Regions from separate parts of the Anser cygnoides genome. Here region 1 is linked to region 2. The links are chromatin contacts, called in public Hi-C maps. All regions are on one chromosome and are shown on one strand. The core of a region is the stretch at or near the end of the contact, and the rest is flanking DNA. Distances in the headings are between cores, read along the strand shown.

Region 1 (5,612 bases), core at 1,155-3,654, 71 kb before region 2:
CTTGGTGGCCCTTTGTTGGGTATGTCTATGTCCTGGGGGGCAGAACCGGACACAGGGCTCCAGCACTGCTGGGAGGGGGGGGCAGGATCGCCTCCCCTGACCTGCTGGCAACGCCCTGCCTAGCGCAGCAAGCACAAACACCACCACCTTCAGCAGCGGGGGCACAAACCCAAGCGAGGACGAGGCGGCGGGGTGGCCACTCGCTCCCTTCTGCTCCCAGCGCTCCCTCACGGCGCTGCCCTTCCCCTCCCCTCAGCGGGGCCGGGCCGTGCCCCCCGCTCTCCCCTCAGGACCTGCCGGCACCTGCCGCGGCCGGAGCCCCCTGGGCCACCAGCAGGCGGCGCTGCCGCCCGCCCGCCCGCCCGCGGCGCCGTGAGGGGACGGGGACCGAGTGACGGGACCCGATAACGGGGGCCCGATAACGGGGCCCTATAACGGCAAACATCGCCCGGAGCCCGTCCTCCCCCTTCTGACCTGGCGCCCCCAGAAAGCCGCAACCCCCCCCCCCCCCCACGCACCCTGCCCCCGGCGCCCCCCATTTTTGCCCCCCCGTCAGATTTTCGCCTCTCCCGGCTCCCGCGGCACCTGAAGCGTTGCCCCAAAGCGGGGGGACAGTTTGGTTAGGGAGACGTAGGGTTTACGGGAGGAGAGGTTCACGGGGGTTTGGGACAGCGTCAGGGGAAGGTGCGGGTTTTCTCCCCGAGATCAAATAGGCTGTTTTACTTACAACGGGTGTCGTACCTCAGGCAGCTCCCTGCGCAGAGACAGCCGCTCGCTGAGCGCTTCGTTAAAGCCGTGGGTTTCCAGGCCGAGCGGCCGCTGCCCCGCAGCAGCCCCCTGCCCGTCCTGCAGAGGAAGGGGTACGAGCTGGGACTCCGGGTCCCCCTCCTTCGCCTCCGGCCGCCTGCTCTGCTGCTTCACCACGCGATAGCCCTTCCTGGCCTTGCTGTGGTTCCTTCGCCCGGCGGGCGACACGACGGCCGCGATCAACTCGTCCTCCCGCAGGGAGATGAACGGCGACAGCCCGTCCAAGGGGTAGTACTGCTGGCTCTCCTCCTGGGTGTCCAGCATCTCCTGCGGCTCCGCAAAGTCCATCTGATACCCTTCCCGGGGGTTGAACTCCACCGGCTGGAAAGTCCCGTCCTTGCTCTGGTTGCTGGGTGGTGGATTCAGCGTTGTAACCATCAGTAGCAAAAAGCCCAGCATCAGCAGCAACAAGAGAAACTGCAGCTTACGTGATCCATATCTGCATTTCTTCCTCAAGAACATACTGTTGGTGACAAAATGATACAGATGGTCATGTTAAATACCACTTGGATATCGCTCAGATTCCAGTCCTCGGGTTGCAGCAAAGCACTGGTTTTCACTATCTGCCAAGAGGATTTTCTGTTCCCCTCACATTTCACTGATGCCGTTTCATGCTCTCCTCTCTATTTACAGACAAAATAGAAAAATGCCTATTAATATTGCACTTACTGTAGTAAAAGGCAGCATGGATCCAGCGAGATAAAGTAGATCCGTTATTATACAGTCCCAGCTTAGTTAGGAAAGAGCATGTTTAGCTGATGAAAAAAGTAGCTAAAGTTTTGATTTTTTCCCTTCTAAATTCTAATTAAAAAGAAAATCCATTTCTTATAGCTTCCTTGCAGAGTATTTCCTGCTTCTTCAAAGTTTCCCGTTGCTGCCTGGTCTGATGTGCCTTATCTCTGAAAGCAGATCTGACAGCTTTCCCCCGTTCTGAGGCTTCAAGTTCACTGTGATCAACAGATGAGAGAACTAGTCAGTCCCTGACTTTGTTTCACACATAACTACAGCACTCAGTCAGGAAGCACTTTGCCAGACATAATACAGAGCAATGTGTGCGTCTTTCTCTTGGTCCTAATGCCCTCACTGTTCTTGTCCTATCAAATCAAAACTTTGCAAAAGCTGTCAGAGGAGAAATATAAGAAGCAAAATGCTGTGTTATAAAACAAGTCAAGGCATACCACGAATCACCCGACTTCTGAGTAACCTTATTAAGCTAAGAATGCTCAGAGTGAGAAGCAAGAATTTCATAAACTGAATAAAAGATGGAGTGCGCATGATTTATTTAGTGTTAGATTTATTCATATGGTAATGTGCTAGCTGGAGTATATGAGTATATTTCATCTGCAATAAATATTTACAGCTGTAGGGATTTTAACACTGACATAAGGATGCCAAATTATCACCTGGCAGACTGAAGTTGTCTCCTCATCCATAAATTTGGTGTTGCACGGCGAGCAGCACTTCAAGTTTTCAATAGTCCAGGAATAACATGTAGAAAGCCTGGGCTGGAACAACGACTATTGACGCTGAAAGAGAACAACTTTTGTGAGTAAAAGGGGAGCTCAGTCTCTGAGGTCTGTTTGCTAACGCTGCTGGCAAGGGTGCTAGTGGGCACTGACTGTGGCATTTTTTTGCTGCAAGACGGATGATTGTCCAATGGGAAAAGGGTGAGACAGTCCACATGCTTCAGCATCACATGCCTCTTGGTCTGGCAGAGATCAAATATAGAAGACACTCAGGTGTTACCAACCTTTTTGATGCTGGGGACATGGGATATGTTGGTTTTTTTTCTCTCCCCCCCCCCCCCCCCCCCCCCCCCCCATATTCTGTAGCATTTGATGATCAAAAAGCTCCAACCTCCAATTCTAGGAGGCATGTGACTACTGGAGAACTTCCGCATTCACCTTTTGTTAAAAAGTAAATTTCTAGACATTATAGGTAAAAGAAAAACCTGAAGACATAAATGCAGTACACTCTAAAGGGAGCCAGGCATTCATTCTTTCTTTCCTTCTTGCCCATTACCTCCCTATAGCCTCTTTGCTTAAAGCTAAAAAGGACGGTACACCAACTTTTCAACTAAATTGGTTTCAAAAGGAGGGACTGGAGAGAGCACCTTACAGTTGCTGGAGGCACGTAGCATCTGGCACTTGTGTGTACTCCCCTGTGTTATACAGAATGCCTTGAACAAGAGAGACCAGTCTGCCGTGCCTTGGCACCTTCCCTACCTCAGCTGTTGTTAAAATGATGTAATACTGCTATATCCTGGGTAGAAGGAAGATTTAGCCAATATTTTGATACTTCACCATTGTGCATGCCTTCCCTTTTTAGCTTAAATTCACAGAAAAGTAACATCCCGACCCACCTTCTGTCTTGAGAATATTGCTCTTTATCCTTCTTTTCATAGGGAAAAAAAAAGTGTTGATGTTTTCAATTCAATAGGGAAGCAGTACACATTTGCATTAAAAAAATCTGAGTTCAAAAGCGTTCATTTAAATAACAATATGTGTCAGACATAGAAAGACAAAATGAAATGGAAATGAAGAGACCTGTCCGAGATATTCTGCAAAATCTGGCACCAGTGACTTGCAAAATGTTTGGTTACATGGAGTCCTAATACCAGGCATATGGAAGAAAAGGAGAAATTAAGGAAGATTTTGTGTGGACTAAATAGGAGAAAGTAGTATTGTGTTTTGTTTTTTCCTTCTTCTTTTCTGATCTACCCAAGTATTTTGATTTAATTAATATTTTTTTTCCCTGACTAAAATATTAAAACAGGATGCTTTAACAACTCTGATCAAGATAATTCTAGCCTGCAGTGGTAACTGCTGTATAAATTCTGTCTTTGCGTGTTCTGTGTTGCTGAACAAATCCACCTGGATCTCTCATGCAACTAGGTTTCAGCTATAGATGAAATCCAATTAACAAATTTACAGAAATATTTGCTACTTTTGGGACAGAGCTGATCAGTAATGTTATTATTGAAATATATGCATATGGAATCTTACCTTTGAATATATCCTTACAATTTTAATGAAGAAGAAATGAACAACTGCAAACAATTGCAGAAATAAGATGTTTGGAGACTAGTCTAGTAAATTATATGTATAAAAGCATAAAATACCACATGGCACTGTTCCAGCAGACCTTACTCCCTGTCCAGCATGGACTTCTCCTTTGAAGGTTTCCCTCAGCCAGCCCTAATGCTGCAAGACGAGCCTTCCTAAACCATCATCTGCCAAGAAGTATGTCTCACCTCTTAAAAACGAGCCAGGAGAGTCCTGTGGTTTCCCACTGCCAGCATACAGAAGAGAGATTGACTTTCCAATGTGTGAGCTTTTAAGTGTTTGGGAGGGTACGTCTTTTTCTGAATTGCACTTGAAGAACAGCATCGCTTGCTTATCAGCTCCCTACCCAGCAGTAATGAAGGCCATGTCAAGAAGACAGTGTGTCTAAGCCTGGGTAGAGCTGTCTTCTCCACTTCCACTCTCTAAGAGCTGCTTCACACAGGTAGCCCACAAAACAGACTGTCCACAAAAGACGTTGCTGTCCTCGGACTGCTGTTCGTACGGTAGACCTAGGGGCAGCCGGAGAGAAACACCTTACAAGCTGTGCCAAATAGATCAGCAGCTGCTCCTGAAAGGGCCAGCCTCCAGCGCCAGTATTGACCAGTGTCAATATCGACCAGTGCCAATATCATGTTGTTTGTCCTGCTGGGCAACCCATGCAAATCGTGAAAGACAGGCTTCTAACCAGTCCTGCTCAGGCAGACCCTGTTGTAGAAGGTAAAGAAACCTTAAATACTAGGTCAAGTCATATCGACTTCTCCATTCTCTAATGCTTGCTTGTGCCTCTGACTGGTAAGGAAGAAAACATTCACCATCCTTCACTGTTGCAAATTTTGCTCACTAATTGATGAGAGCTAGGACACGAAATCAAATCTAGGTCTTGGTATTCATTTCAAACATATTAGGAGTATCCAGAGTAATAAGCCTTTCAGTCACTGTGGTGTATCTGTTTGTACTTACCCTTTCCTCCCCACCTCATTTTTGTCTTGCAGTTTTGTCCAAACTGTTCCCCATCACATACTTGCTAAATGTTACAGGACATGTTATGTTATCCGTACATGAAGGAACAACGCATACTTTCAATGTGCAGAGCCTGTGTTTAACTGCCAGGAAAATAACAAAGAACAAAACCAAGGCTGGATGGAAGAAAGAGCACGTGGACAGGTTGTTATTTACTCTTTAATAAACATCTTGGATTGATTTACGCTTCTATGCCAAAAGCAGATGTGCCACCTTCCATTTAAAGACTCAACAAGTAACAGCACTCATGGTTTCATGGCTGCGTGTATTATGTGCCGCAGTGCTTCATGCATTTTAACAATAGCTTTATTTGCACAGATGTGAAGAAGTCAGTGTATAAAATGTGACTGATTACTTGGTGCACAGGATTTGTGGGGGGTTTATAATCAAATTACTTCCCCTGTTCTTTCCAGGATACAATAATAAATGCATATTTTTAGATTATCTTATTTGCAGGTATTTCAGGTACTTTGAGTATTTGGCATTGTAATGAATATTGTTAGTTCAATGACATTTTCCAATAGCAAGTTAATAATGAATTTGAACAGGATATTATGGAACTTGGTTTTAGAGGCTTTCAAAGCTTGATAAAATCTGTTTGATCACTGGCAGGGATTTTGGCACTAGCAATGTGATTTATAAGATGTTTGCTAACCTGTCAGTGAAGGAAATGCAGCTGAAATTTCATTTTTACAGGATTTCTGCTCATAAATCACGTGA
Region 2 (5,526 bases), core at 1,015-3,514:
CCTTCTGTCCAACATTTCTGGACCACAAGGAAATTTCTCAGCTGCAGTGGGCCACAGCTGGTGATTGCCAGGAGTGTGGTTACCCAGACTCGGCTTTGTCCTCCGTGACAGCCACATTTGTTGTTCCCCAGGAGCAAGCTAGATGTAGCATGCTTCACGCTCTCTTGCCGCAGTGCTGTTGCAGTGTTGCTGCAGTAACACACACCGCAGGAAGGGACCAGAGAAGGCAGGTGTTTCTTATCTTTTTGGCAGTGCTCTGCTGGCATCCATCCTACCAGCAAGACTTCTTTTGTGGAGGACAATATTGGCAGAAATGGCTTTTAAATCCTCCAACCACAGGGGCTGATCTTTCGGATCGGTTTGAATTTTCAGTATTACCTTAGCTCAGCTCTCAAAAAAAAAAGAAGAAAAGAGTAGACTGCCTTGGAAGCCAATCCCCCCCATTTATTCCTGGCACATGTATAGTATCTGTTCAAACCTCCGCCACAAATAACTTCACATAATGCTTTCTTTAGTGCATTTTCAGAAAACAGGGCAAAACCAGACTTGGCACAAGTGAATCCCACTGCACTGGATCACATCCTCCTGATCTTGCACCGAAGCCCTACACCCTGCTCCAGGGAAACTCACGCTGATGGCAGGGATCCTGCTGGAAATGGTCCATCCGCTTCACCCAACGCAGGGCCCAAGGAAGTAAGCCCCCGTCTGCCCCAGCTGAAGGAAGAAGCCACTTCCTACATACAAGTAATTAAAATGCTTTTATTACATGAAAAATTCTAATAAATCTCGCCCCCTTTGCTCTGTGCCCTGGGCTCCATGTGGGCTTACTACGCTTTATTTTCATGACTTTCTGTCGAACCGTTTCTGAGAATTGTAAGTGTGAAAACAAATAAAAAAGTTATATGTGAGGGAAAACCTGCTGCCTTTGTTTGAAATCCATTCCCAGATCCGCGGCTGGCCAAGCCTCGCCCAGATGTTATTGTGTGGTTATGGATTTTGGATGTTCTTTCTTTGCTGGAAGCAGCGCAGCCAACGTACACCCCTCCTGCAAAAGATCTGCTAAGGGAAAAAACAACTGTGTACCGCAGCTGAATGCAAAAGTCAAAGCAGAGGTGGGAGCCTCTTTTGGCAGCACCCATCGGGCTGTCCTCACAGTTTTATGGCAGGTAGGAAAAGGGCAGGGAATTTTCACAACGCTGCAGCCCAAAATAGGGCCATAACACACAAAAATAGTAGGAAGCGAGACAAATAGTCCTCGGTAGTCATTTTCCTCTTTCCCCTTCTGTCTGTCCTCTCCCCTTAAATCTTTCAATTTTCCTTTCCCTTTTAGCCTTCCATCTTTTTCAGGGTAATTTTATTTTCCATTTGGGGAGAAAGAAAGCAATTTTGCTTTGTTCGCTGCGAGGGCTGGCACTCTGCCGGCGGGGGACAGGGGAGCAGCCTGAGCAGCGTGATTGCACTGGTAGGTGCTGTTATAAAGGTAATTATAGGCTGTTTGGTTTCACAGGGTTCTTTTAGCTAAGCTATAAAACAGAGGTTGTTTCTACTTACGATCATTAAAAATCCTTCACCGTGACCCATTATCCTGGTCAAACATCAATACTTGTTTTCTGGGATTGCGTCCTACATCATGACATGTAGCTAATACGAGAGCATCACAAGCTACACTTGACTTCAGGAATGCCAGCATTGCAGTGGCAGGTGACAAAATACCCAGTACGTAATATATTTCTGTTAAAAAAAGGTCCTGGTAAATGTGCTCCCATGCTGGGAAGATGTGGTGGCCAGCAGCAGGCACCCATGAAGTGAAGAGCTTTTTCTTCCTTTCCCACTTCCCTTCAGCCCAGCTTTACAAAGAGGTTTTGGTGCTCTTCATTTCTGTCTCTAGCCAGCCTCCTTCCAGCATTGTGTCTGCTTCCAGATCCTCTTTTTAGTTACCATTTCTGCAGCTGGATCCCTCTGTGAAGCAACACCTTCTGCCCAGCATGTGTGCCCACCTTGCTTTGGCTGTGAGCGTGTCCTCCCTTCTTCTTCCCTCTCCCTCCTTTCTGACAGCATCCCTTGGCAGCCCCTCCGCGTTTATCTTTCCAAGGTGAATTAATGTAGATAATTGCTATGGTGAAAATAGTACAGTGCACTATTAATTTAGCAGATCATTTCGCTGCTCTGTTTGATTTGTCTCGTTGATGCAATCTGCTTTGGCACTGCCTCTCCACTACAAAAGCAGCAGCCTTAACGCTAAGGCAGTTTGCGCAGGATTTATTTCGTAGCTACTGTTACCAGCAGGACTGGTGCTTTTCACATTTGCTGACACCACACTTCACTGTGGTAAGGACTGTTTGTTTCTTCCAGAGTTCACGAGTGTATCTTGAAGTCATGTACGTGAGGTTTTAAGTTGATGTTAATGTTATCGTTGTGCAGGAAGCCAGGCCAGCAAGGCTGCAGGGGAAAAGGTGGGAGGTCTGAATGAATGAAATGAGCCTGGGATTTTAGCGTGGAGTCCCCCTCTCTGTTAAATAAATTATCTCGCAGTTTGGTAAGAAAAGATTGCCCACCGCAGGAAGACCAGTGCAATTTCTCTCTCTCCCTCTTTTTTTTTTTTCCTTATTTTTTAATAAAATTTTGTGTCTTTGTTTCCAGAATGGTATGTTTGAAGGAGTTTCCACTACTAAAGTGTAGTTTTGTGTAGGAAAACCATTCAGGGTTTCTATATTTCTTCTTCTAGAATAACTTTTATATTTTAATCCACAGACTCAATGCACAGATGAGAACTTCTACAGCTTCTCACTCCAAACTCTTCTTGTGCTGGCATCCTTAACTTGTAAATTTAACACGTGATATTGGATGGAGCCTACAATCTGCCCTGTAATTTTATATTTTTTCCCAAATATTAATTTCATATTTATTGGAACTAAAGCCGTTTTTCTGCAGTTGCTGTGACTTCTGCTCTTCGCATCTCAGTCCTGATCCCTGGCTGCAGTTTACAGCAGTTCAGTTGATGGATTGTGCACTGCTGGGAGTCTCAAAAAACAGCCTTTTCAGCAACCATCCTACAACAAGTTCCCTAAACAGGACCCCCAAAATTTTGTTATTCTTCCAGTATTATTTCTTAACTCCTGAAGGACAGGTCTAAGACTCTGGGTTTCTTTGTTGTTCCTCAGCCCAGGAAATACCATTCACTGGGGCCCCTTTTCTTTTCCATATTCATCTCCGTTTGTTTAAAATGAGGCATTTGGTTGAGGGTCTTCTAAGAAAGCATAGCTGTTCTGCAGAGCTCTTCTATCTGCAGGGGTTTTGCCCGGTAGCCCCAACAAAACTCGGTGCAGGAGTGGCTTTCTGTAGGGACGTGTCATCTGCACCTGTGCCTGAAGGAGCCCATCCCAAAGAAGCAGCAGCAGTGCTGGTACCATGCCTCCAAACTTATGGGCACGGGGAAAGAGACCCCATGTGCTGGACTGCAGGTGTGGATGTACCACAGTGCGGGGTGGATGCAGTCGTGGCAAACCCTGCCACATCGGTGATAGACCTGCTTCTGGACAGCCTGCAAGGCTGTTCCATGTTCCAGACTATCTGCTTACAAATCCTGCGTGATTTGGGATCACGCCAAGGCTATTCACCAGGCAGCTAAGAGACTTTTGTACTGGTTCATATGAAGACCAGGTGATCTTCAAGGCAAGCAATCTTCTACGCTTTGCGTATCTATCACATGGGAAGCAGCTGAAGTTTACAGTCTCAAACCTTCTTAGAAGGCCTCCCCATCCTTTGTGTCATCAATTTAAGCCCTTGCCATGAGCTTTCTCAGGGCTGAGTGCTCCCTAACACCTCACACCCATTGCCCACCGCCCCAGTAAGAGTCCATCCCAATGGCCTCTGCTCTGTTTCAGTGGGTTGGCTCCCACATCTCTCATGGCATCAGCTATATGAAATACACAGATTCCACAGACACAGCAAAGTGTGAGCGTTCAAGTGATGATACGGTATGCTTTCACAGTGGGAACTTATTCCCGGAGCCTCTTGTATGCTAGCTTCAATTAGAATGAATATAACTGGCTATGTCATTTGCCCATACAGATGTATCACAGGGAAATAGTGTCTGGCACCAAACCAGTGGGAATCAGACGTTTCGACATCTCCGCAGATCTGGACCACTAAGGGTGTAACACAGCGTTAACAGCAGGCAGTCCTCACAGCACCATCTTGAAGACGTGCTGCCAAAGAGATTCCTCACCCCACAGCCAACGACTAACCCTATTTAATGCCAGGTTTTGGTGCAAGAGAGGTCTCAGCATCTTCCCAGCACCAGGGAGCCCGTCTGGGGGCTTCTCCAGCGGCTGGACGGCGCAGCCCTTGTGCAGCCGGACGGACGCCGTTCTGCTGCTCCCCTCTGCTGTTCAGCGCAGAAAACAGCACACTTGCAGCCGGGCATCCTCTCCCAATTTTCAGAATATCTTCTCTTTTGCCCCTTTTCTTTCTTTGACTAGTCCGTGGGAAGGGTGCCTTGCTGCAACTGGATGTGTTTATTGTGCTTGGCAGCTGGCTGCAAATGCAGAAGAAAATAACGCTGATTTCCTATGCACAGTAATTCTTTTTTCTGACCTTTTTTACAGATGGGGAAGAAAAAAAAAAAAAAGGTAATTTACTGGAAAAGCAAAATAAATGTGACACAAAAACAGAATTGTGTCTGGAGAGACAATTTCTAAACAGGCAGTGCACAAAGATGGGCTGAGGTAAAGAAGCTTTAAAGGTTGAGAGTCAAGGTCAAACAAAGGCTGTGGTTCCAGTTCAGATTTAAAAATATGAACACATCAACATGTCTTGCTCTTGCAAGACGTCAGTTCCTTTTAAATGGGAATCTCAGAATAGGGCCTTTGCAGGTTTGGTTTGGACCACAAATAAAAAATTCAGACGCAACTCTTCTGCCCTCTCCCCCTAAAATGGCTTAGCTTTGAATTTTTGGATTGCAGTTTAATTCAAATATCAAATGGAGTAAAGGCAAAGGCATTACAATGTTAGATAATTATAAATGATAAAGCAGCACCCTCCAAATTTTTAAGCCTGCCAGTTTAAGCAACCATTGCTTGTATAGGATTAATCATCTAGATTGTATTGACTTGTGTTTCTCTCTAAAAATCAAACCTTGCTGCCTAATCATTCTTTACATGTAAAAAGAAGACACAAACAAACAAATATACAAAAAACTCCCCACTTATTTTTCTCTGTGGTCCTGATACAGGAGCTGCTCCTGCCAGCAGCTTGGTGAGAGGACAGCCTTTGCTTGCTATCTTCGTCTTTTTCTCTCTTTTTGCTGGATCAGCCATAACTTACTGCATTTTTCTGAAGCCTGACTAGCATTTGCAAGTGAAGCACAGTGAGCCAGTATTTCTACAAATCCTGGTTTCCTCTACTCCTCCTTTCTCTTTACCCTGTTTAATCAGGAGTAATGTCAATAAACTCAGGAGGTGGATCAAATGAAAAATGTTGGCATATCCTTTGGGTTAGAACCTCCACGAGGACTGTAAATGATAT

What was found. Hi-C and Micro-C count contacts between places; a contact is called where the count stands out from the background.
Region 1: a Hi-C map of liver shows a contact between it and region 2, with 2.7 times the contacts expected there. The contact joins the promoter of GALNT15 here to the enhancer-like site in region 2. A contact is called at or near these places in 4 of 7 Hi-C or Micro-C datasets (granulosa cells and liver).

The regions. Positions count from the first base shown.
Region 1 is chr2:37,771,108-37,776,719 of Taihu_goose_T2T_genome, reverse strand. GALNT15 (polypeptide N-acetylgalactosaminyltransferase 15) reads right to left here and starts at 2,404. Exons shown (of 11, transcript XM_048070336.2): 1 at 2,211-2,404; 2 at 728-1,430. The coding sequence starts at 1,269.
Region 2 is chr2:37,699,934-37,705,459 of Taihu_goose_T2T_genome, reverse strand. No RefSeq gene overlaps it. Among named protein-coding and RNA genes, the nearest start is that of ANKRD28, 49 kb to the right of the region's middle. Within about 2 kb of position 2,264, at least 1 of the 3 cell types and tissues checked has open chromatin away from gene starts, as enhancers often do.